Linked DNA regions of Mus musculus: regions 1, 3, 4, 5, 6 and 7 are each linked to region 2. Evidence: chromatin contacts called from public HiChIP or PLAC-seq and promoter capture Hi-C data. All regions are on one chromosome and are shown on one strand. The core of a region is the stretch at or near the end of the contact, and the rest is flanking DNA. Distances in the headings are between cores, read along the strand shown.

Region 1 (2,700 bases), core at 112-2,611, 770 kb after region 2:
GGTGTGGTGAAGCACATCTTTAACTCAAGAGGCTGAGGGAGGAGGAGTTCGAGGACAACATAGCAACAGTGTGTGGTAGAGGCGTGTGGTAGTGCATGCCTAGCACTCTGAAGGCAGATCTTATGAGTGCTAGGCCAAGGACGGGGAGGTGGGAGGGGGAGAGGGGAGGAAGGGAAGGAGAGGGAGAAAGGGAAGGAGGGAGAGAAACAGAAACATGGATGAATTTACACGAGCCATTAAGATAGCTCACCAAGTAAAGGCACGTGCCGCCACACCTGAGACCTGAATTCCGTCCCTGGGACCCAGATGGTTTAAGAAAACTCTCTTCTACAAATTATCCTCTGATCTACACACCAGCGCTGTGACATTGGGGACAAAGGCACATACACACATGAATAAATGAAGAAAAGTTGTTTCAAAGTTTATCAAAGTCGCCAGTACTTTCGTTGGTGTCTTTTAAAGATATTTAATTTGCTTTGAAATAAAATCGCATGGAATGCGTGAATTGCTCCTATTTTCTCCCAAGTGGCCAAGCTTTGCAGAGTTTAGAACTTCGAAGATTGCAAACCCTTTGGCACCGTTCCTCCGTGGGCAGGTGGAGGCGGACTCCCTCACCCTCGCCCCACGGACACACTCCAGCCCCAAACTCGCGCACGGCTCACGGGTGAGCCGCTCCACCGCTCCCCCTCGGGCCTCCCCGGGGCTCCGCACCGCGCAGCCAATGACCGCCAAGGAATGGAAAACGCCCCACAGCGCAGAAGGGACAGCGGGAACGCCCGGAGGGGAGCCGCGGCCGAGCGTCCCTAGGACGGAGGCGGGAGACGCCCCGGCTCGGGTTGGGGACCCGGGGGCTAGGACGCACCTCCTTGTCCGGAACCCACTGCGGCTCCTCCAAGCCGAAAGGGCTTCCGAAGGCGCGGTGCTCCGGCACCATGCGCAGGCCACTTGGCGAGCGCACAAGCTTCTTGGCGTCGCGACGCGCGGCCACCCCCGAGGACATGTCTCCGCCTGAGCCCCTCACGCCACCGCCCGCGCTGAGCCCACACAAGGCGCCACCCCGCCCCGCCCGCAGACACGATGACAGCTCCGAAGCCCAATCCGCAGCCAGAGCTCGTAATATGAACCAATCGGAGAGTAGTATCCGCCCCAGAGTCGCCCTTCTCCAATCCGTGCAAGGATCCCGCCCCTACGGCTGGCCACCAATCGGCGGTGAAGACCGGAGGGGCACCCTCGCCCCTCTAGGGAGAGTGTGACTTCGGATTGGCCAATTAGTCAGCCACGTAGGCGCCTCTTCGTTTCTTCTGGGTGGAGCAGACTCGGACTCTGGCCTCTCATTGGAAGAGAAGATTGAGATGGGCGGGGCTTCAGGAGCGGGCGGAGCGCGCGGGAGACTTGCGGGGTCGCTGATCCGGGAGGTGAGTTAGCTGATCGCGAGTGGCCGAACATGGGGTGGCGGGAGAGGACAGAGGACACTGTGGGTTTCGAGCGCCCCAGGTCGGGACTCAAGAACGAGCTTCCCCAGCGGGGCACCCCTTCAAGCCCGTAGCGGGGTTTGAAGGAATCGAACTGAGCGCGGGACCTGCTTTCCGCACTAGAGTCCCAGGCCAGCCACAGCGTGACCACTCGCTGCAGATTTGATCTGTGACTTTTGTTTTTCTTGTGGTGTTCGTAAGGACGAGTCACATTGTGCGTGTAGCCTAGGCTGGCCTTGGATTCAGCAGTCCTGCCTCAGCCTTCCTCGCACTGATACAGGTGTGAGCCACCGCGCGCGCCTCACCCTCTAGCTTCTTTGGGTAATTGGCCAAATCAGCTACCCAGGAGCTTTGCTCTCTCTCTGACACAATTGGACACACTCTAGCCCAGTTGGAGGGATGAGCTGGTGTAACCCTACTTCTCCGGAAGGCAGGCGGCCAAGTGGAGCATGGAGCTCTGTGCTTTTGTCTGAGACACAGGTTCTCAGTGTTGAAGTAGAAGTTGCTCAGTGGCACTTTGTAAAGCAAGGTTAGCTGCCTCAAGGCCTTGGCATTTGCGGGTGCACAGATAGAACCCGCCCCTGACTATGTCCTCTGTCCAGTCTCCACCAAGCCCTGTGATTGCTCTGGTTCACCACTGGACGCTGTAGCGATGGCTTGGGGGACCTTTGAGTTCTGGTGCCAGAGCTTTGTGTCTGAAAGCATGTTCTCCCTTCCCTCCTGCCCTGTGTGGTGTGGTGTATGTGTGTGTGTTGTATGTACATACGTGTATGTCCGTTTGCATCCGTACTGATGTGTGTGCGTGTGTGGAAGGCAGATGTCTGACATATATTCCTCCATCACTTGCCCTACGAACCCAAAGTCCACAGATTCAGCCTGTCGGCCTGCTCTGAGGAACTTGTCTCTGCCTTCTGAGCCCTGGGATTACTGGCAGCCCACCAAACCTGCCCAGCACCAGATCTCACGTCCTCGGCCTCCTCAAACTTGGCTCCTGAGCCACTCCACCCCATCCTTAGTGCCTCTTGGCACTGTCATTTGAACCCATTGCAGTGTACTGTAGGACACGCCTTTCCTCACACTGGCCTGGTGCTGTCCCCTCCGGGCCCCTTTCGGGAGACTTTCTCTGTGCTTTCTGGTACGGTGGAGCTGCCTCTTCTGTTGTTCTCTGACCAGGTTCAATTTCTCCCACCATCCTTCAAAATCCCAAACTCACAAAAAGCTGGGGAAT
Region 2 (2,700 bases), core at 178-2,677:
CCCAGCAGCAGCCTGCCTGCACCCACAGGTGTCCCCATCACCCACCATCCTGCAATTCTCCTGCCTCCTCCAACAGCTTTCATAAGCCTGAAAACTTTCCCCTGTAACAAGTGCACTTTGGTAGAAGGTGAACGAGTCTATTTAAGGTAGGTGCTTTCAGGTCTCAGCACAGCGAGATGGGTGCAATTAGCTAGACAGCCATCAGCACCCCCACAAAATGAGGGGCCTCAGCTGGAGGTTAACCCCTCAGGAGCAGAACCCTTGCCAACAGCCTGCTTGGGTACCAGGGAGGGAAGCTTAGAGACCGCCAGGAAAAGGTAGGAAGGCAGAGCCAGGCAGGGCAACTCCTACCTGGTCCTAGGGGGACCCCCAGCTAGGTCAACTTGCACAGCTGCTCCCCAACCAATGGGTTGGGACAGGGAGAAGCCTTAGTCTCCAGCCTTGGAACAAACACCTTTTTTTTTTTTTTTTTTTTTTTTTTGCTCTAGGGGTTACAGTGTCTGCTTCCCAAATGCCCCCTGCCCTGGGTGACACCCTGAAGGGATACAGTCTGAGACACTCTCCTCACCCTTCAAGTTTAGAGAAGGAATTGAGGCCCAGAGAGGACGGGTAAGGAGGGACTTCCCAACTCTGGCTTCGACCCGGGCGTGCAAGCTTTAGAGTGGGTGCACTGACCTGGAGCCCAAGGCAGGAAGGAGCAGGGTCATTTTTGCCGCTGACTCCTGGTGTGTCCAACCTGTCACCGTGTGCCACCGGGCACTGAGCGGTTAGAAGACGGGACACACGGGCCCATAGACGGCTCTCCATCCCATAGTCCTCTAGGGAGTCCACCAAAGCATAGTTGGGCTTTCTGCTAAGATCACCTTCATTCCCAGCGTCCTTGCCCAGGAGGAGGGTAGACAGGGGTAGCCACAAGAAACAGAGCTGTGTCACTCTCTCAGGTCTGCCTTAGCCCACCGGCGGCGGGCATCTTTAGAAGCTAGCTGTCAGGGCGGGGCCGCAAGCTCGCCCTGTGCTATCCCGGAGGCGGACCTCCAGTTGAAGTTTATTTTCTCAACTGTGGCTGATTCATGGTCAGGATGTGGTAGCCGCAAGGTGGGGGAACTCCTCCAGTCCGACCCGGAGCAAACACCCTATGAGCAGTGAGCATCATCTCCATATCAGCCCGTAGTCGAGGGCCAAGAGCGCGGGACCAGGTTCTTGGCCACCTTGGTGCACACGCGGCAGTCCGCTCCTCAACCCCAACCATTTCCCTCACTGCCCCCAGACTCGGTTTCCCTCTGCGTTCCAGGCTAGCCCGAAGCCGCGGACTTACCGGGTGGGGGTACAGCCGAGAGATGGTGCAGAGTGCTGTGTCCCGGCGCCGGAGCGTCTGGGGCTGCGGGCGGCGGCCTCGCGGCTGCTTTCCGCACAGTCTAACCGCGCTCGCGGGCCGGGCGGGGCTGGAGGGAGGAAGGGGAGGTGCGGCCCCACCCGGCGGCGGCCACGTGGGGGGCGGTGCTGCCCGGGGCGGGGCGGGGTGGGGTCTCCAAGGAAGCCCTGCCCACCCGGGTCTGGCATCTCTGCGGGGGCGGAGAGATGAAAAGGAATGGGACATTCCGGGACTCTCTAGAGACCTGCTGGGAATGGCCCTTTTGCCTCCGACCTCACTGTCAGTTCCCGCCCAGGCTCCCTAGCACGTTCCTTATCTCTCCCCTACGCTGGCCATCTGGTGGACTCACGAGTTGGTCAGGTTCTCCACCACCTCTGGTCCAGCTCTGCCTCCCACACGGGAGCCCTGCTGTAGGCTGCTGATCTTGAGAGTCCTCCGATGTCCCTACCTTCATCCTTTTTTCACTGGAGGTAGCTATTTCCAGTTTCTAGCTCTGTCCTGAGGACCTGCTGAAGTGCTCTCCCTGGCCCTAGCCTGGGCTGTGCGCCCTCAGTTTCTCCAGCTTGAAGTTGTACCTTTAAAAGGTTTATGAACGTGAATAAAGGGTCTCCACTTACTTGAGCCTTGAATCTTCCAAGCTGGGTGGAGGGCATGTGGCGGGTGGGCAGAGTGAAGGGCTCTGGATCTCCTGTAGCCATTCTATCCTGGACACAGCATCATGCTTGGGGGTTTATGTGCTCTTCTGCCACATGGGATTAAGCACAGCCTTGGCTGCCTGTAAATGTCCATCTCAGTATTCTGTGCCCCCTGCTCGGCCCTATCATCTCAAGCGCAGGGCCAAAAGCAACCTTTGATAGCTAGCCAGTGTTGGGATGGCCCCAAAGTGCTTGGTGTGCACCGCCAAGGCAGGTGCTGACTGGCTCTTGGACACTGCCCAGCCTGGGATGTAAGTCTTGGCCGTTCCTGTAGTGGGACTCAGCTGTTCTTAGAATGCACAGTCCCTGCAGCCACCAAATGAGCCACTCAGCCCCACTAACGCTCAGCACAGAGACCTTCTGTCTGGGCTGCAATTCTGGTTACCCAACATCACCTAGGTCTGGTGGCTCCTTCTGGGAAGGGGTCAGCAAGGTTTACTCACTCTGTCCTGGGCCTTTGGTCAGAGGGTGTGTTTATTTACCCAAAAGGAGGAATGTGACTATGGCCCCAGCCTGGAGGACTGTTGGCCTCAGCCTGTCACCATCCCTCATTCCCTCATCCCCCCATGAGACCGCAGTGGCTGTGTTTGGGAACTGTGTCATCTTTCCAGGTTCTTCTGCAGTGGCCCTGAG
Region 3 (2,700 bases), core at 196-2,695, 860 kb after region 2:
AGCGCTCTTAACCGCTGAGCCATCTCACCAGCCCTGGTTTAAATTCTTGCAGTGAAACTTTATTCACATTTTTACACTGCAATATTCTGAGCTGGTATAATTCAAAGTACAGACAATACAAAATACAGCCTCAGCATACAGCGTACTGAGGAGCCTGAGCCAGGCAAGCACGGCCCAAGGGACTGTGCTCGCTTAGTGTCCAGGGCCTCATAAACAGAACCTGGAGCTGTGGGTCAGGTTCCGGTGCTGTGGGTCAAGTTCTGGTGGGCTCCTCCTAACTGCTTGTCTTCTTTTGCCTTAGCTTGCTCCACATCCTCTCCAGGACCACCTTCCCCATGAAGAAAGTGATGGCAAAATTACGCTTGTACCAGTCTCTACAGAGAAAGAGAGGACCCCAGTCAACTGCAGTGTCAGGCCTGATCAGCAGCTTTCCTGGAGGTGCCACAGTCACCTGACTCCCTACTTCCACCCCAGCAGAATACACACACACACACACACACACACACACACACACACATAGAGAGAGAGAGAGTTTCCCTAAGTATAGAGAGCTCTAATCTTCCCCTGGCCTGTATTAGCAGATTCCTAGGATGCTCTGAGGATCCAGCAGCATCCTAGACAGGCAGTGATGAGTAGCGCCATGGAACAGCCTACCAGGCTTTCCAGGGACCTGGGATTGGGGTGGGGCTCTGCTTGGGTCTAATTTGTATGAGACAAAGTATCCCACAGAAGGAAGCTGACTGTCACAACGTTCTCCTTCTCCTGGGTCTCTGATGCTCTCATACACACCCTGGCAGAATCTGGACAGAGAAAATACACAGGCTGCTGCCTACACGTCGTAAGTGGAAGCCCACCCACTGGGCCCACCCACTGAGCCTAACGGTGAGGTGAAGTGTGGAGGGCTTACTGCATAGAGGAAAGGCACATCTCAGATCCTGGGTGCAAGCCCCTGCTGCCCCAAAGCCACCAGCCGTTCCAGGCCCTGAGCACTTCTGCTAGGGCTGGATTCACTGACCCTTGGATCTCAGCACAGAAGGTAAGAGAGGAGCCAGAGCCCTAAGGAGGTGACAGCACAAGTCAGCCACAGTGTAGGTCCACAAACTCCATCTACCTTCCTGAGAACTTTATAACTCACAACCTGCTGTCAAGCAGAACCCTAAGTAAACAGGAAGGCTCTGGGGGAGCAAGAGGCCACCCCGTGTGACTCAGGCAAGAAGAGCCCCACTGCTCTTGTGAGGCAGATGATCTGGACAGTCAAGCAGAGAAACCAGCAAAGGAAGCCAGCAAAGCCTCCCTGTTTCCGAGCGGAGGCAGCCTCACAGAGCCTGCGCACACACAGCCTGCAGGGGGCAGCCGTGCGCTGTGTCCGTGAGCTCACGTGGCTGAGCGCCTAACTGGGTCAAAGCAACACAGCGCAGCCGCAGCCGCAGCCGCAGACTGCTCCCTTCGAAGCGCATCCAGCCTCCAATGCCGCCCACGTTCTCGGAGACCTTGCCGCTCTGGCCACAGCCAGCCCTGTCACTGCTGCATTTTAATGCAAATCTCGAGTTGCATCTTAATTGCAGTACCAGGCAGAACAAAAAAACTAAAATCTCAAAAAAAAAAAAAAATTCAGATTTATCAGGCCAACCATATGGTGGCCTACACTTCTAATCTGAGCACTTGGGAAGTGAAGGTAGACAGAACCTCTGTGAGTTTGAGGCTAGCCTGGGCTACACAGTGAGTTTCTGAACAGCCAGAACCACATAGTGAGATCCTTTCACAAACAAAACCCACTAATCTGTCAGGATGATGAGCTGGCCCAGACACACCTATCCCATCTCCATGAGACACCTGTCACAAGAGCTCAGGACTGGGCAGGCAGGCGCTCAGGTTCTCGTGCCTGCCCCACATATACACAGCCCTTACTTTTCCTATGAGCTGGTGCTTCAATTTGGAAGCCCGACCACACTTCAGCCCACGTCAGTCTCCTGAACAGCTGCAGGCGTGGCTGTCCTTCCTCCGGCAGCACCCTGGGCCACCGATGAGGACATGCTTAGTTAGGCCTCGGGTGTGGCACCCTCATCTGTCACCATCCAATCCCACAGCTTTTGCTGACCGGTGGCGTTAGCAGTCAGGGTTGATGAGGGATGACGAGTGTCTAGCCCTGTGTGGCCACCAGGGAAATACTTACATCACTGTTTCTGAGTGTTCTTTTTGTTTTGTTTTCCAAGACAGAGTTTCTCAGGGCAGCGCTGGCTGTCCTGGAACTCACTCTGTAGACCAGGCTGGCTTCACACTCATAGCTCACCTGCCTCTGCCTCCCGAGTGATGCCACCAGCAGCAAGCCCGAGTGTCCCTTTGTGTGCTCACCTTTGACTACCTTTGGCACCGGGCAGGGAAGCTTTTCCACACGAGCCGTACATACAGAAGAGACCAGAGCTTGCTTTCTTGAGTGCTCACACAGATGTGTGTGTGTGTGTGTGTGTGTGTGTGTGTGTGTGTACACAATGGTGTTTTGTAATGCTCTGCATGTTCTGCTTGGGAGGGTGACTCACCCTGCAGTTCAGGCTCCTTGCTGGTCCCTGCATGGCTCTCCTGTGGCCTTTGATCTCTACTGATCAAGAGTTCTGACAGAGGGCTGGTGAGATGGCTCAGTGGGTAAGAGCACCCGACTGCTCGTCCGGAGTTCAAATCCCAGCAACCACATGGTGGCTCACA
Region 4 (2,700 bases), core at 21-2,520, 830 kb after region 2:
AAGGGGGCTCCACATGTAACAAGGAAAAGCACTCCAGGCCGGGCACATTCAGGTCACAGGGAGATTCCACACCCGGCCACTGAAAGAAAGAGACTGGCTGGCCACTGGCCATGGACCACAGCATGACAGCACGCCACCCAGGGCGGTGCCGGGGAGAGGTGGGGGCTAGAAGGGCGGGGAGGCCTGAGACAAAGCCAGTCGGCTGACCCCCAACACACACACTACCACCACCACCACCTCTTCAGGACCTCAGCAGACAGGCTTTGGGTCCCTTAAGCCCACAGCTGCCATTGGAAGGCCGCCCCCGCCCCGAGGCCCGAGTCAGGGCGGGGCCCTGAACACAGATGGGACAGAAGCCTGAGGGACACAGGAGGGGAGTGGAAGAGAAGGGGCAGGAACAGAAGTCTAGAGTGCAGGCAGAGAGAGCTGAGCCCCAAACCTAGAGGGTCACGGACGAAGAAGGGACAAGGACCTCAACTCAGAGAGGGACAGGCAGAGATAGGACAGGACCCGAACCAGAACAGGAAGGGAAGGGAGAAGAGCCTCAGCCTGGATGTACAGGCAGAGAGATGACGACAAAGACCCCAGCCAGGAGGGGCGCAGCCAGTGACAGGGAAGGGACCCAAAGCAGGGGCGCAGGTAGACAGGGACAAGGACCGCAGATTGGAGGAGCGCAGAGAGGTGACAAGAGACCCGAGCCTAGAAAGGCGCAGGCGGAGAAAGGACAGAAACCCCTGCTGGATGTGCACAGGCTGAGAGAGGACAAGGACCGCAGACTACTGGCGCGCAGGCAGAGGTGACAAGAGACCGGAGCACGGAGGGGCGCGGACGGAGCGGAGAGGAGAGGGAACCCCAGGGTGCAGACAGGGATGGAAAGGCCAGGGAGGGGACTGGGTTCGGGCGGAGGAGCAAAATCGCAGCCTGGAAGGGCCGGGTGCAGATGCGGCGGTGGACGGAAAGGTCCAGAAGCCTCAGCCCGGAGGATGCAGGCGGGAAGGGGTCGCGGCCGCGTCTGGAGCACTGCGCACCAGCCGCGCGGAGCCCGGGGCGGGGCGGGGACCAGGCCGCGCACTCACCGTCCGATCGGGAGAGTCGCGCTCGTCGCGCTGTCACAGGCCGAGGCCGCGCAGAGCCCAGCCGCCTCAGCAGCAAGCGGCGCCTCCGCAGCCGCCCCGCAGCATCCTCACCCTGACCCGCGCTCCGCAGCCTCGCGCCACCCTCCGCCGCCGAAAATGGCGTCGCCGGCGCCGCGCCCGCCCCACAATGCTGTGCGCCGTGACGTCACCCGCCCTCGCGCCGCCGGGCGGGGCTCAGGGGAAACTGAGGCTGGGGTCCGCAGCCCGGAGCTCTCCAGGAGCCTCTCTAATCTGTGTGTGGTGGCCTCAGACCGGGAGGCTTCCCTCGCCGCGCCTCCACCCGTGGAGGACGGGAAGATCGCCAGGCGGCCAGGACCCACCCTCTGCGGCTCGCTCCTGGCCGCAGCTCTCGCTCGACCTCCAGCCTGGCCCAAAGGGCAGGCTTGCCAGCTCAGGTTGCTCCTGAGCCTCGCACAGCCGCCTGGCACCCCAACTGCAGGCCTGACTCAGCAGCGGGTTGGAGGGGACGCTGAGTCAGTGGCAAGGCCGAGCTTGCCTGCCACCGGCTTGGGAACCCTCCAGGTGCCTTTAGACGTTTCCAGAATGGCGCGGTTGTATTACTAACGGGGAGGGGTTGCGAATGCCCACAGCCTCCCCACCTTGGGAAACGCTTCCCTCTTCTGATGGTATTGCCCAGAACCTGCTGCGGTCCTCCACCCTGCACTTATACCTACCAACATCAGGGAGGCAGGTGCTTTTGATCTTAACAAGCAGATCCAGTTACTTTGACCTCCTAGAAAATTCAAAGGCTGGCCAATAAAGGGGCAGCTCCCGTGGGGAGCGCAGCAGCCCATGTTGGCCTAAGGAGAGGCTGTGGGTTCAGTCTTTACTGCAGGCTTCACTTGCCCCAGCACACAAACTGCTGCTTGGATGTTGGGTGTCGCCGGCTCTTCAGCCACTGCCATACATCTGAACAAAGCATATGACGGCCCCTGCCCAGGTGGTGTTGGAAAGAAAAGAGTAGGCTAAGCGGGAGCCCATTTCTTTCCCATGGGTCAATCACTGCCCCTCCGAGTCCTGTATATGCACACACTTCTTCAGCAAGCAAAGGGCTTTTTTGTTTCATCTGTCCCTGCCATTGCTTTGTTCAAGCTTTATCATCTCGTTCTTTTGCCCCTTCAACTGATATCCACTAAGTTCCCAAGGTTCTCACAGGAAGACCCAGGTACATAAAGTGGCAGATGGTGTCTGCTGGCCAGCTCCCATTCCAATGAGAAAAAACAAGCTCAAACAGAATCTGACTTGTTGAAAACAGTAAAATTGCAGGCAGAGTGGTGAGGGAGTGGCACATGACCCAAACTCCAAGGTCAGAAAATTGTGCTGACACACACAGGAAAGAACAGGACCACGGAACCAGCGTAGAACACTCCATTAAATCTTGAGACAGGAGCACCCCTGCTGTGTTGGGGAGGAGGAAAGACCAAGCTAATCAACCCTGCTGCAGACATACATCACTCTCAGCATGAGCATAAAACTCCTTAGCTTGGTCTACAAAGGCCACAGGACCTAGTTGTACTAAGGTCACTTTACCCTGTCCCTAGCTGCCCTCACCTGTCCTTTAGTT
Region 5 (2,700 bases), core at 144-2,643, 880 kb after region 2:
TTTCTGCCCAAGGACTAGAGTTATATTTTCTAAAGACAGAAGTGAAGGCTTGTTTTTTTTCTTGTGCCAGGAAACTGAGCCAGAGGCCAGGGTCCTAAGGCAACAAATCTAAACTGGAGTAGTCAGAACTTCAAAGCTAAAAGTGTGCAAGGAGACACAGCATAGCAGAGATGAAAATTTTCACAGCAAGCACATTTTGCAATTCTTAATTTTCTCCATCTCTCTTCTCTCTCCTCATCCCTCCTTCCCTCTCTTCATTATTGCTTAAACCAAGCTCTCTAGTCTCTATCACTAGCTTAGTGGTCATTGAAGTGTTAGTAGCCACTGATTAATGTTTTACCTCCAGCCTTAGCGTTTTCATATGACTGATAGACTCTAAACCTAGGCCTTTTTTTTTTTTTCCCGAGACAGGGTTTCTCTGTGTAGCCCTGTCCTGGAACTCACTCTGTAGACCAGGCTAGCCTCAAACTCAGAAATCTGCCTGCCTCTGCCTCCCGAGTGCTGGGATTAAGGCGTGGGCCACCACGCCTGGCAACCTAGGCCTTCCTTAAGCAAAGCATTCTGTTGCAAAGAAGTGCAACTGAGGGCTGGTGAGATGGCTCAGTGGGTAAGGGCACCTGACTGCTCTTTGGAAGGTCCAGAGTTCAAATCCCAGCAACCACATGGTAGTTCACAGCCATCCGTAACGAGATGTGAACTCCCTTTTCTGGAGTGTCTGAAGGCAGCTACAGTGTACTTACATATAATAAATAAATAAATCTTAAAAAAAAAAAAAAAAGAAGTGCAACTGACTAAAAAAAAAAAGCTTTATTTAGTTTTATATATGTGAGTGCATTGTTACTGTCTTCGGTGTTCCTAACAGCTGAACCATCTCTCCAGCCCAGCAATTGTTTTTTTGAAAAAGGCTTCACGCCCATTCTTGCTGCAGACCTGCACTGTGGATCTCTGACATCGCGTGCACGTTTACAAACAATGCGAAGTCTACAGAAGTGGGATGATGAAGTCAGCCACGGCTTTAAGTCGAACACTAATCTTAACGATGCGAAAATGAGAAAGAACACCCTTCAAGAGCTGTGTTAATACAAATGGGAATTAACTCGGGGATAAGCAAGGCTCGCGCTCTCCACAGCGGATCCCGGGCAGTGATCATCAGTCCGTCGGAGAGGTGCAGGCGGCGTGGGTTTGCTCGGCGGCCTTCCTCCCTGCCAGCGCCCCCGGCGTCCCGCTTACCCGGCTGGACGCCGCATCCCTGTGATCCGTAGGGCGCTCACGGGCCAACCTAACGCCGCCGCCGCCGGAGAAGGACCGGCAGAGAAGCCGGCGAAGCGCTCTGCTTCCGGGCCGCAAAGCCGCCATGGCCCGCGCGTACGGCAGGATCGCGACAGTGGAAAGGTTGGCGTTACGGCGGCGTCGCAAAGCCCGAGCCGACGCGCGGCGAGGCCGACCGTGCGCATTCCCTGGGACGGACGCCGGGCGGCGGGGCCCGCGCGGGACGAGGAGAGGACAAGTTTTCCCCGGGCTCACTGCTGACGGGCCCGCTCTGCGAGGACGGCGACAACGCTGCGGAAGTGTAGGTGGCGGGGCGCGATGGCGCGTGCGGCCCAGGTGAGCGTGGGGCGAGGGCGCGAGCTCCGTTCTCCCGGCCTCGGGCGCTCCGCCGCCCTCGCTGCGCAGGCCCGCGCCCGCCGCGCGCCCATTGTGAGGTCAGGCGGCGGCGCGTCCGGCCGGGCCGAGACCCGGGAGCGGCCGCCGCGGCCAGTAGCTGCCGCCGCCTCCGCCGGCCCCTTCACCGGCTGCCCGGGTCAGACCTAGCCGGGAAGGGCGAGGGGGGATGCCGCTGGGGGCACCGCTGCGGTGCCGCTCCCCGTGAAGGGCCGATCTCCCACCTCGCAGCCCCCCGCGGCAGCCAAGACCGCCGCCGCCCAGACCTCCCGGGGTAAAAGCTCTGCGAGGGCCGGGCTTGGACCCTCCCGGGGACTGAGTTCTGTGGCCTGCCCGCCAGAAGTGAGCTGTTTGACAGAAACCTGAGAGCGTGGGAAATGCTCTAAGCGCACATACCGGGAGGCGAGTGACCGAGTTAATCGCAGTCGGCAGGTTTGGGCGGCGGGTATTTGAAGTCAGGGTGAGGATTTGGAAGTTTCGTAGCTCCTCTTTCAGAAAAGTAGAAAGTTAGCTAGCTGTCTGGACGAATGGTGCTCCTGTGAGTGTGGAAGAGCTACTGTTAACTTCCAAACTGGTTCCAGAGAGTAGATTAGGATGGGGGGGGGGGGGATCTAAGGAAATTGTGTTGCTAACCTGGTGGGTTGACTAGAATGGCAGTGTACGCAGCTCGCTCTCATGGTTTAAGACAGAATTCATAGGCCTAGACATCCACCCAGGCTGGATCATGAGGACCTTCTGTCTGTCGTTCAAATCCCTACCGTGTTCCCCTATTTCCGTTTTGCTTTGAATTCTTAGGGTCACCAAGTAGCCCATGGTGATCTTGAATTCGTAGTTCCCTTTCCTCTGTATCCCCGACGCTAGGATTGTAGGGATACACCAGCACACCGGTGAGCTTGCTTTGTTTTGTTCCTGTCCAGCTGTTTTCAGGAGAGGGAGTTGACATGTCACATCTTCCCTTTCCTCAAGCAACCTTTTACACCTTTGACGAAACCTTTTGTGTATTTTGGTGCATGCCCAGGTGCCAGAGTTTGGCCTCCC
Region 6 (2,700 bases), core at 176-2,675, 910 kb after region 2:
AGCCCACAAGAAACACACCACCAAGGATCTAGCCATCTGATCCCCGGGGTCATTCTTGGCAGAGGTGTATGCCTAGATTGCTGCATCCAGTGGCCTCAGTACCTAAGGGTGGGCATGTGAGAGACAGCTAGCTCAGACCCTTCTAGCTACCACCTGGCCTCGTATCAGTGACAGTGCTAATCTTCGATGGAACTAGGGAAGGGCCTGGCTGTAAGTGTGGGACAGACTTCTCTCTGCAATGAGCTCTGGAGTATCCAGCCTCCCTCCAGGAAGGGGCAGCTGGCCTAGAAAAAAAGCAGTCAGCACCTTGGCCAGCATCAAGCAATCCCAGCTCCGACCTCATAGGGCACCTCCTCCTCTTTCTTCTCCAACCCAGGTTAGCTCCCATCAGCTGCCATTTCGATGACAGCAGCTAGTACTGCTTCTGGCTTCACTCCCTGCAGCCACACCCTCCCTTGCAAGCGGAGTTGCTAAATAAAAGCTAGAAGAACCAAGTAGTTCAGCGCACAACTGCAGGAAGGATCGGCTGCAAACCGTCTTATCTGAGCTCATACCAGAGGAGCTCACCTGATTCACAGACCACAGAACCGGGACGCAGCTCCAGCATCATGGTGATCAAGGCAATGTCGGTGGAGTAGAGGATCTGCGTGCGGTGGGGCAGGTTCACTGTCCAGAGCTCAGGAGTGGGGTGCAGCACATACACCCAGCCGCCTCTGCTGCAAATCACCTTGGAGCCAAATGGGCGGCCAATGAGGTCCACCGAGTGCCTCAGGACGCCATGCCGGGTCTGGGTCTGTGCCCCACGCTGCACACGCACTGCTACCATCGAGCCGTGCCCCAGTGACAGGATGGCTGTGTCGCCTTCCTTGATCAGCTCCTCGTATGCCACGAAACTCATGGTGTTAACGTTTGCCAAGGGTCAGGGACCTGGAGAAGTGGTGTGTGGACGTGAGGTCAGAGGACCAGGAGGCAGGATGAAGATCTGTGGTCTGGACAGAGAGGTCTGTGGGGCCTGGGTTCTGAGCAGGGTTAGCGGACTTGCTTAGCCAACCCAACAGAGCTGCACTCTAGCCTAACATATGGAGCCCTTCTGGAGGTCTCTATTCTCGGAGTACACAAGAGAGTGCACAGCGACAGGAGCCCAAGGATTCCCACACATGAAGAACCAGAATCCCCTAGTGTGAAGGCGGCAGCCTCTGATAGCGTGCACAGCAGGGGAGAGAAGCCACCTCCGAGCCCGGAATCCCCGTAGCCCCTTGCCCAGAGTCTCCACGGAGGGCTCCCGACGGCAGGGAAGGCTGGCCTCCCGCCGAACAGCACGGGACCTGCCAGCAAGCCCGGAGCGCCGCTCCCAGCTCGGAAACTCACGCAGCATAAACCGGCTCCCGGCTCCACACGTGGCTCCACGGCGGCCGTAGCACTTCCGGTGCTTTTTGATGACGTCAAACCAACGCAGGGCTCTCTGGGAGTCGCCGCGCTGTCCTTTGCGTGCTCCCAGAGGACCTTTTCTGGCTGGCGTCTCTTCGGCTGTGTTCTTCTGTGCAGGCTTGCACGTTGCCTAAGAGATCCGAGCGCTGTGCGAAATAAAAGTCCCCTGCTCGCCCGCGGCCTGTCCGCGCGCGGCCTTTTAGGGCTGCCCGGTGCACGAAGTGTCTGCCCGCGGGATACGCATGACCCTAAAGAGCACTTTGACAACTATGTAACCCCAGGACCTCCCTACTATGGCCCACCAGGACATTTTTGTCATTGCAAACAGCTCTGAAACACCCTGTCTGGGCTCCAGAATAAATGCCATAAAGTGGAAACGCAGGCAAAGGGATGAGGGTTAGCTCAAAGACTTTGGCTAGGGCTGGGCCGAGTAAAAGGAGTAGAGTTAGTCTGGAGTATTCTGCAAAAGTGGCCCTAGGCCAGGTCCTGCCTGAGGGGGAGGGCACAAAGCGTCCCTTTCCAGGATCCCTGGCATCTTGAGAGCCTATGAAGTGAAGGAAGATTCTTCCTCCGGGTGTGCAGTGGAGAGGGGAGTAGGCAGGCATGGGGCAGAGAGAGTGGAGAGCCTTCCTGCACACCTCAGCTGGTAGAAAAGAAGAGAAGGAAACGTTAGCTATGCAGAACCAGCAGCAGTGACCAGCTTAAGGCTGCACTCTCCATGAAGAGACTTTGACCCAGCCTGCCTTTTCTAGAATCCCGCCAGCCTATAGGGATCCTCTGGGGCCAGGCTAGGCCAACCTGTGATGTCCTTGCCCTAGAAACTCAGGTGCCTGACTTCAGACCTCCTCAAATTTCTGCCCTGATTGACCTTAGTATGATAGCCCTGGAAGGACAGACAGTGAGGGTTTTTCTTGGTCGCCCATGTCTTCAGCTGAGACATCCCAGCCATATCCACAGCCCCACAACCCTTTTCTTTCTTTTTTTCGTCTTTATTGAATAATTTATTTACATTTCAAATGTTTTCCCCTTTCCAGGACTTCCCTTCAGAAACTCCTTATCCCATCCTCCCTGCCCCCACAACCCCTGTTCTAACAGGGTACTTCATTCCCTTGGTGGTGCACAGCCCAATACACATCCTAATTGCCCCTCTGGAGAGTTAGACTTTTCACTTCTCCTGGGAGGTTCCTCTTCCTCAGCTTCTCGGTGGCATGGAGACCAGGCCTGATTACATCCCCACCCAACCTATGAGTTCAACGGGGGGGGGGGGGGGGG
Region 7 (2,700 bases), core at 105-2,604, 680 kb after region 2:
CTATTATCCTACCACATCCTATGACAGATATGAGCTCGCTGAAGATCACACAGCGAGGGTGTGTCAGCAGTGGTGTGGAACCAAGTCTGTTCAACTGGAAAGTCCACGCTCTCAATCACTAACCCCCATGGCCTCTTAAGCTCAGGTGTGGCTGCCCATAAGGGGGCTGGTGTAACTCTGGCCTCCTCCCTCTCTCTGCCCCGACTTAGCAGCAGCCTCCCGCCACTCAGAGAACCAGACAGGCTATAAACTGCCCCTGATCAACATCTGCTGCCCTCTCCAGGGGTTGGGTACTTCCCAAGGTGATCTACCCTTTCTGTGTTTGGGGTCATCCAGCTGTCTTCATGTTTCTGGAATCTCATGGAAGTTTAAGCCCGGTGCAGCTCATCAGCCGTTGTGTCTCATCTGTCAGAGTTCAGGCAAATGGCACAATGTGGAGTACTCAGAAAGGGTGCCTGCCCACCCGGCAGCCTCTGCTGAGGGTCTGCTCTGGGGCCTGCTCTACCCTCTGTCACTCAGGCTCCCTAGTTGGAGGGAAAAATGACACAGGAGACAGCATTCTAAGGACAGACCTGGACCCTGAAGGTACAGATTGGACTCTGCCCTGGGACGTTCCAGCTGGATCTCCAAGGATACTGACACAGGTGGGGATGGGTCCTTCGGTCTTGGGATGGATCGTGTGAAGGGCTGAGGCTGAGAGCCTGTATGTCCTGTCCAGGAAGGCTTCAATGGCTCAGCCCGCGGTGGAAGCGGGGGCAGAGTCCCAGGTCTCTGGGGCCCGGGACACTGAGCGGTATGCAATCGGCTGATGCAGACACATCGGGGACACCCTGTGCCCGCCTGATAGGATCCGGCCTGTAGCCTCGCATAGCGCTGGACACCTAGGGTATATGTTACGGTCAGAGTTGGTCTGTGGCCAGCTCGCCACTGGCCTCTCGGACCTGAGAGGTTCGAGTCTCCACCGGTCGCGACTGTGGGCCGGACCCAGCCGCCCTTTCCTCTCTGTCCTTTGCTTCCTATTCGTCCGAGGTGACCCTGAGCCGAAGTCTCGCAGACACAAGGTTCGGAGGTCCCTGGGCGCCCCAACGCCCCCTTTGCTGGTATGCAGGAGGAGGGGCGGGGTCGGCGTCCGCAGCGCGCCCCTCCCCCGCCGCCGAGAGCGCAGACGCGCACGAGCGCGCTCTCACCTGGCCGCGGCGGAGAAGCCCCGCCCTCTTATCCCGCCTACCCCCACCGGACCAATCATAGGTGGCGTAGGCGGGTGGGGGAGCGACGCGTGGGGCGGGGCCTCCGCAGCCTGCGGGGTGAGCCGAGTGGGTGGCGGAAGGCGGCCGGCTTCGGCAGAGGCGGTGGCGGCGGCTGAGGGACGGCGACGCGGCACGCGGGGCGGCGCGACAGGACGAGCGAGGGCTGCGCGGCTCTCCGCAGCTGCCGCCTCGCCGCAGCCGGGCCGCAGGGCGCCGCAGCGGGTGCGAGGCCTGTGAGGCGGCCGGAGCGGCGTCCTGTCAGGCGGCGCGGGCGCGGCGGACGGCGCCGCGATGATGCCGGTGGGTGCGGGCGGCGGCGCCTCGTTCCCCGGCCCCCGCGCGAGGCGGGCCCGGCAGGGAGGAAGCGGCGGGCGGGCGTGCAGGGCGAGCGAGCGCAGGGGCAGGTGGGGGCGGCGGCTGTCAGCGGGCGGGCGAGAGAGCGAGCGTGGGCGGGGTCGCCGACAGGGCGAGCGGCCTCCGCAGGGCTGCGGGCTGCGCGGGGCTGCGGCGTGTACGGCCCCTCCCGGCCAGCGACCGGTGCCTCGATTTCCTCGGCGAGGGCACCCGGGTGCGGTGTTCGCACGCTCGGAATATGTGTTTCCCCTGCACTGGGAGGAACGCATGCCGTGCGTGGATTCAGAGAGCCATCTTAGGAATCCCCTTGCCGAGGCTTCTCCGTGGGTACATTTGCTCCACCTGGCGTGATGTCCCTATGTCCTTAAGGTTGAGCCGGTTGTGTGTCACTCGAGCCTTTGTCCTGCTCTTAAGGATGCTTTTGGCCAGGAAGACCTTCGTTTTGGGGGTTGCCACCTTCTTTGCCTTTTCCTTTACCTGCGTGCGGTACAAGCAGCAGTGGATGCTGAATTCTCTCCTTTTTTAAATAGGCTTTTTGTGAAGTGTATACGTCGTAATTAATGGGAAAAAACGTGACATAGATTGTACCCAGTTGGGCGTGTTGTTTTTAGAGTGTCTATTGAGTAAAAAAATCTCAGACTAATAAAATAACACACAATCTATTTTTTTTTTTTTGTTCGCTTGTTTTAGAAGTGCTGGGGGTCAAACCTGGGCTTTGCAGGACTAGGCCAGTGTTTCTATCACTGAGTTTATATATCCCAGATCCACAGAAAAAAAAAATTGAAGCCTACGTGGAAAGATCACGTTTCAGAGGGGAAATATGTCTCTGCATTTTTACTTGAATACTGTCGTTCTGCTATGCTGCACCCAAGCTCATTAGTTTACAAACCACCACCCCTTCAAATAATTTCCTGTTTCTTGATAATCTCTTCTCCCTCCTTTTGAACTGATTCCAACCCCTGGTGTTGGTGGAGTTTTAAGATTTAACCTACTTGATCCTTAAATCCTTTGGTGTTAGGCTTGTTGAATGCTAAGCATGTTTTTAAACGATTGCCTTGTAATGGAAAGAGCACTAAGTGGGCGTCAGAAGAGCTGGGGT

What was found. Promoter capture Hi-C pulls out the DNA fragments that hold promoters and counts their contacts. HiChIP or PLAC-seq counts read pairs in DNA pulled down with a chosen protein or histone mark. Capture Hi-C pulls out chosen DNA fragments and counts their contacts.
Region 1: a promoter capture Hi-C map of adipose tissue shows a contact between it and region 2. The contact joins the promoter of Xrcc3 here to the promoter of Inf2 in region 2. A contact is called at or near these places in 7 of 39 promoter capture datasets (cranial neural crest, embryonic stem cells, hippocampal neurons and 2 more), 2 of 484 Hi-C or Micro-C datasets (muscle stem cells and stem cell-derived neural progenitor cells), 4 of 115 datasets of contacts at active chromatin or transcription factors (bone marrow-derived macrophages, embryonic stem cells, epiblast stem cells and 1 more) and 1 of 9 other capture datasets (adipose tissue).
Region 3: a contact with region 2 is called in a FOXA1 HiChIP or PLAC-seq map of pancreatic cancer cells. The contact joins the enhancer-like site here to the promoter of Inf2 in region 2. A contact is called at or near these places in 2 of 39 promoter capture datasets (cranial neural crest and maxillary cranial neural crest) and 3 of 115 datasets of contacts at active chromatin or transcription factors (embryonic stem cells, epiblast stem cells and pancreatic cancer cells).
Region 4: a promoter capture Hi-C map of hippocampal neurons shows a contact between it and region 2, with 6 times the contacts expected there. The contact joins the promoter of Klc1 here to the promoter of Inf2 in region 2. A contact is called at or near these places in 2 of 39 promoter capture datasets (hippocampal neurons and liver), 4 of 115 datasets of contacts at active chromatin or transcription factors (embryonic stem cells, large pre-B cells and pancreatic cancer cells) and 1 of 9 other capture datasets (embryonic stem cells).
Region 5: a promoter capture Hi-C map of hippocampal neurons shows a contact between it and region 2, with 4 times the contacts expected there. The contact joins the promoter of Bag5 here to the promoter of Inf2 in region 2. A contact is called at or near these places in 2 of 39 promoter capture datasets (cranial neural crest and hippocampal neurons) and 3 of 115 datasets of contacts at active chromatin or transcription factors (embryonic stem cells, epiblast stem cells and pancreatic cancer cells).
Region 6: a contact with region 2 is called in a promoter capture Hi-C map of pre-B cells, with 2.5 times the contacts expected there. The contact joins the promoter of Trmt61a here to the promoter of Inf2 in region 2. A contact is called at or near these places in 4 of 39 promoter capture datasets (embryonic stem cells, hippocampal neurons, liver and 1 more) and 3 of 115 datasets of contacts at active chromatin or transcription factors (epiblast stem cells, microglia and pancreatic cancer cells).
Region 7: a contact with region 2 is called in a promoter capture Hi-C map of neural stem cells. The contact joins the promoter of Ppp1r13b here to the promoter of Inf2 in region 2. A contact is called at or near these places in 3 of 39 promoter capture datasets (cranial neural crest, embryonic stem cells and neural stem cells), 1 of 484 Hi-C or Micro-C datasets (embryonic stem cells), 3 of 115 datasets of contacts at active chromatin or transcription factors (embryonic stem cells, memory CD8 T cells and pancreatic cancer cells) and 1 of 9 other capture datasets (adipose tissue).

Annotation. Positions count from the first base shown.
Region 1 is chr12:111,812,540-111,815,239 of GRCm38.p6, reverse strand. It overlaps Xrcc3 (X-ray repair complementing defective repair in Chinese hamster cells 3), which reads left to right and starts at 1,361. Exons shown (of 8, transcript NM_028875.3): 1 at 1,361-1,415. Zfyve21 (zinc finger, FYVE domain containing 21) reads right to left here and starts at 1,070. Exons shown (of 7, transcript NM_026752.4): 1 at 863-1,070. The coding sequence starts at 1,000.
Region 2 is chr12:112,587,511-112,590,210 of GRCm38.p6, reverse strand. Inf2 (inverted formin, FH2 and WH2 domain containing) reads right to left here and starts at 1,427. Exons shown (of 23, transcript NM_198411.2): 1 at 1,316-1,427.
Region 3 is chr12:111,731,341-111,734,040 of GRCm38.p6, reverse strand. It overlaps Coa8 (cytochrome c oxidase assembly factor 8), which reads right to left. Exons shown (of 5, transcript NM_026511.2): 5 at 1-374. The coding sequence ends at 275. Among named protein-coding and RNA genes, the nearest start is that of Coa8, 19 kb to the right of the region's middle. Within about 2 kb of position 1,445, at least 88 of the 459 cell types and tissues checked have an H3K27ac peak or open chromatin away from gene starts, as enhancers often do. A contact at or near this core is called in pancreatic cancer cells, where this site is marked.
Region 4 is chr12:111,757,419-111,760,118 of GRCm38.p6, reverse strand. Klc1 (kinesin light chain 1) reads right to left here and starts at 1,270. Exons shown (of 16, transcript NM_001025360.2): 1 at 1,077-1,270.
Region 5 is chr12:111,711,949-111,714,648 of GRCm38.p6, reverse strand. It overlaps Bag5 (BCL2-associated athanogene 5), which reads left to right and starts at 1,393. Exons shown (of 2, transcript NM_027404.2): 1 at 1,393-1,605. Coa8 (cytochrome c oxidase assembly factor 8) reads right to left here and starts at 1,380. Exons shown (of 5, transcript NM_026511.2): 1 at 1,231-1,380. The coding sequence starts at 1,356.
Region 6 is chr12:111,676,830-111,679,529 of GRCm38.p6, reverse strand. It overlaps Trmt61a (tRNA methyltransferase 61A), which reads right to left and starts at 1,425. Exons shown (of 4, transcript NM_001099793.1): 1 at 1,369-1,425; 2 at 568-927. The coding sequence starts at 898.
Region 7 is chr12:111,906,709-111,909,408 of GRCm38.p6, reverse strand. Ppp1r13b (protein phosphatase 1, regulatory subunit 13B) reads left to right here and starts at 1,354. Exons shown (of 17, transcript NM_011625.1): 1 at 1,354-1,547. The coding sequence starts at 1,539.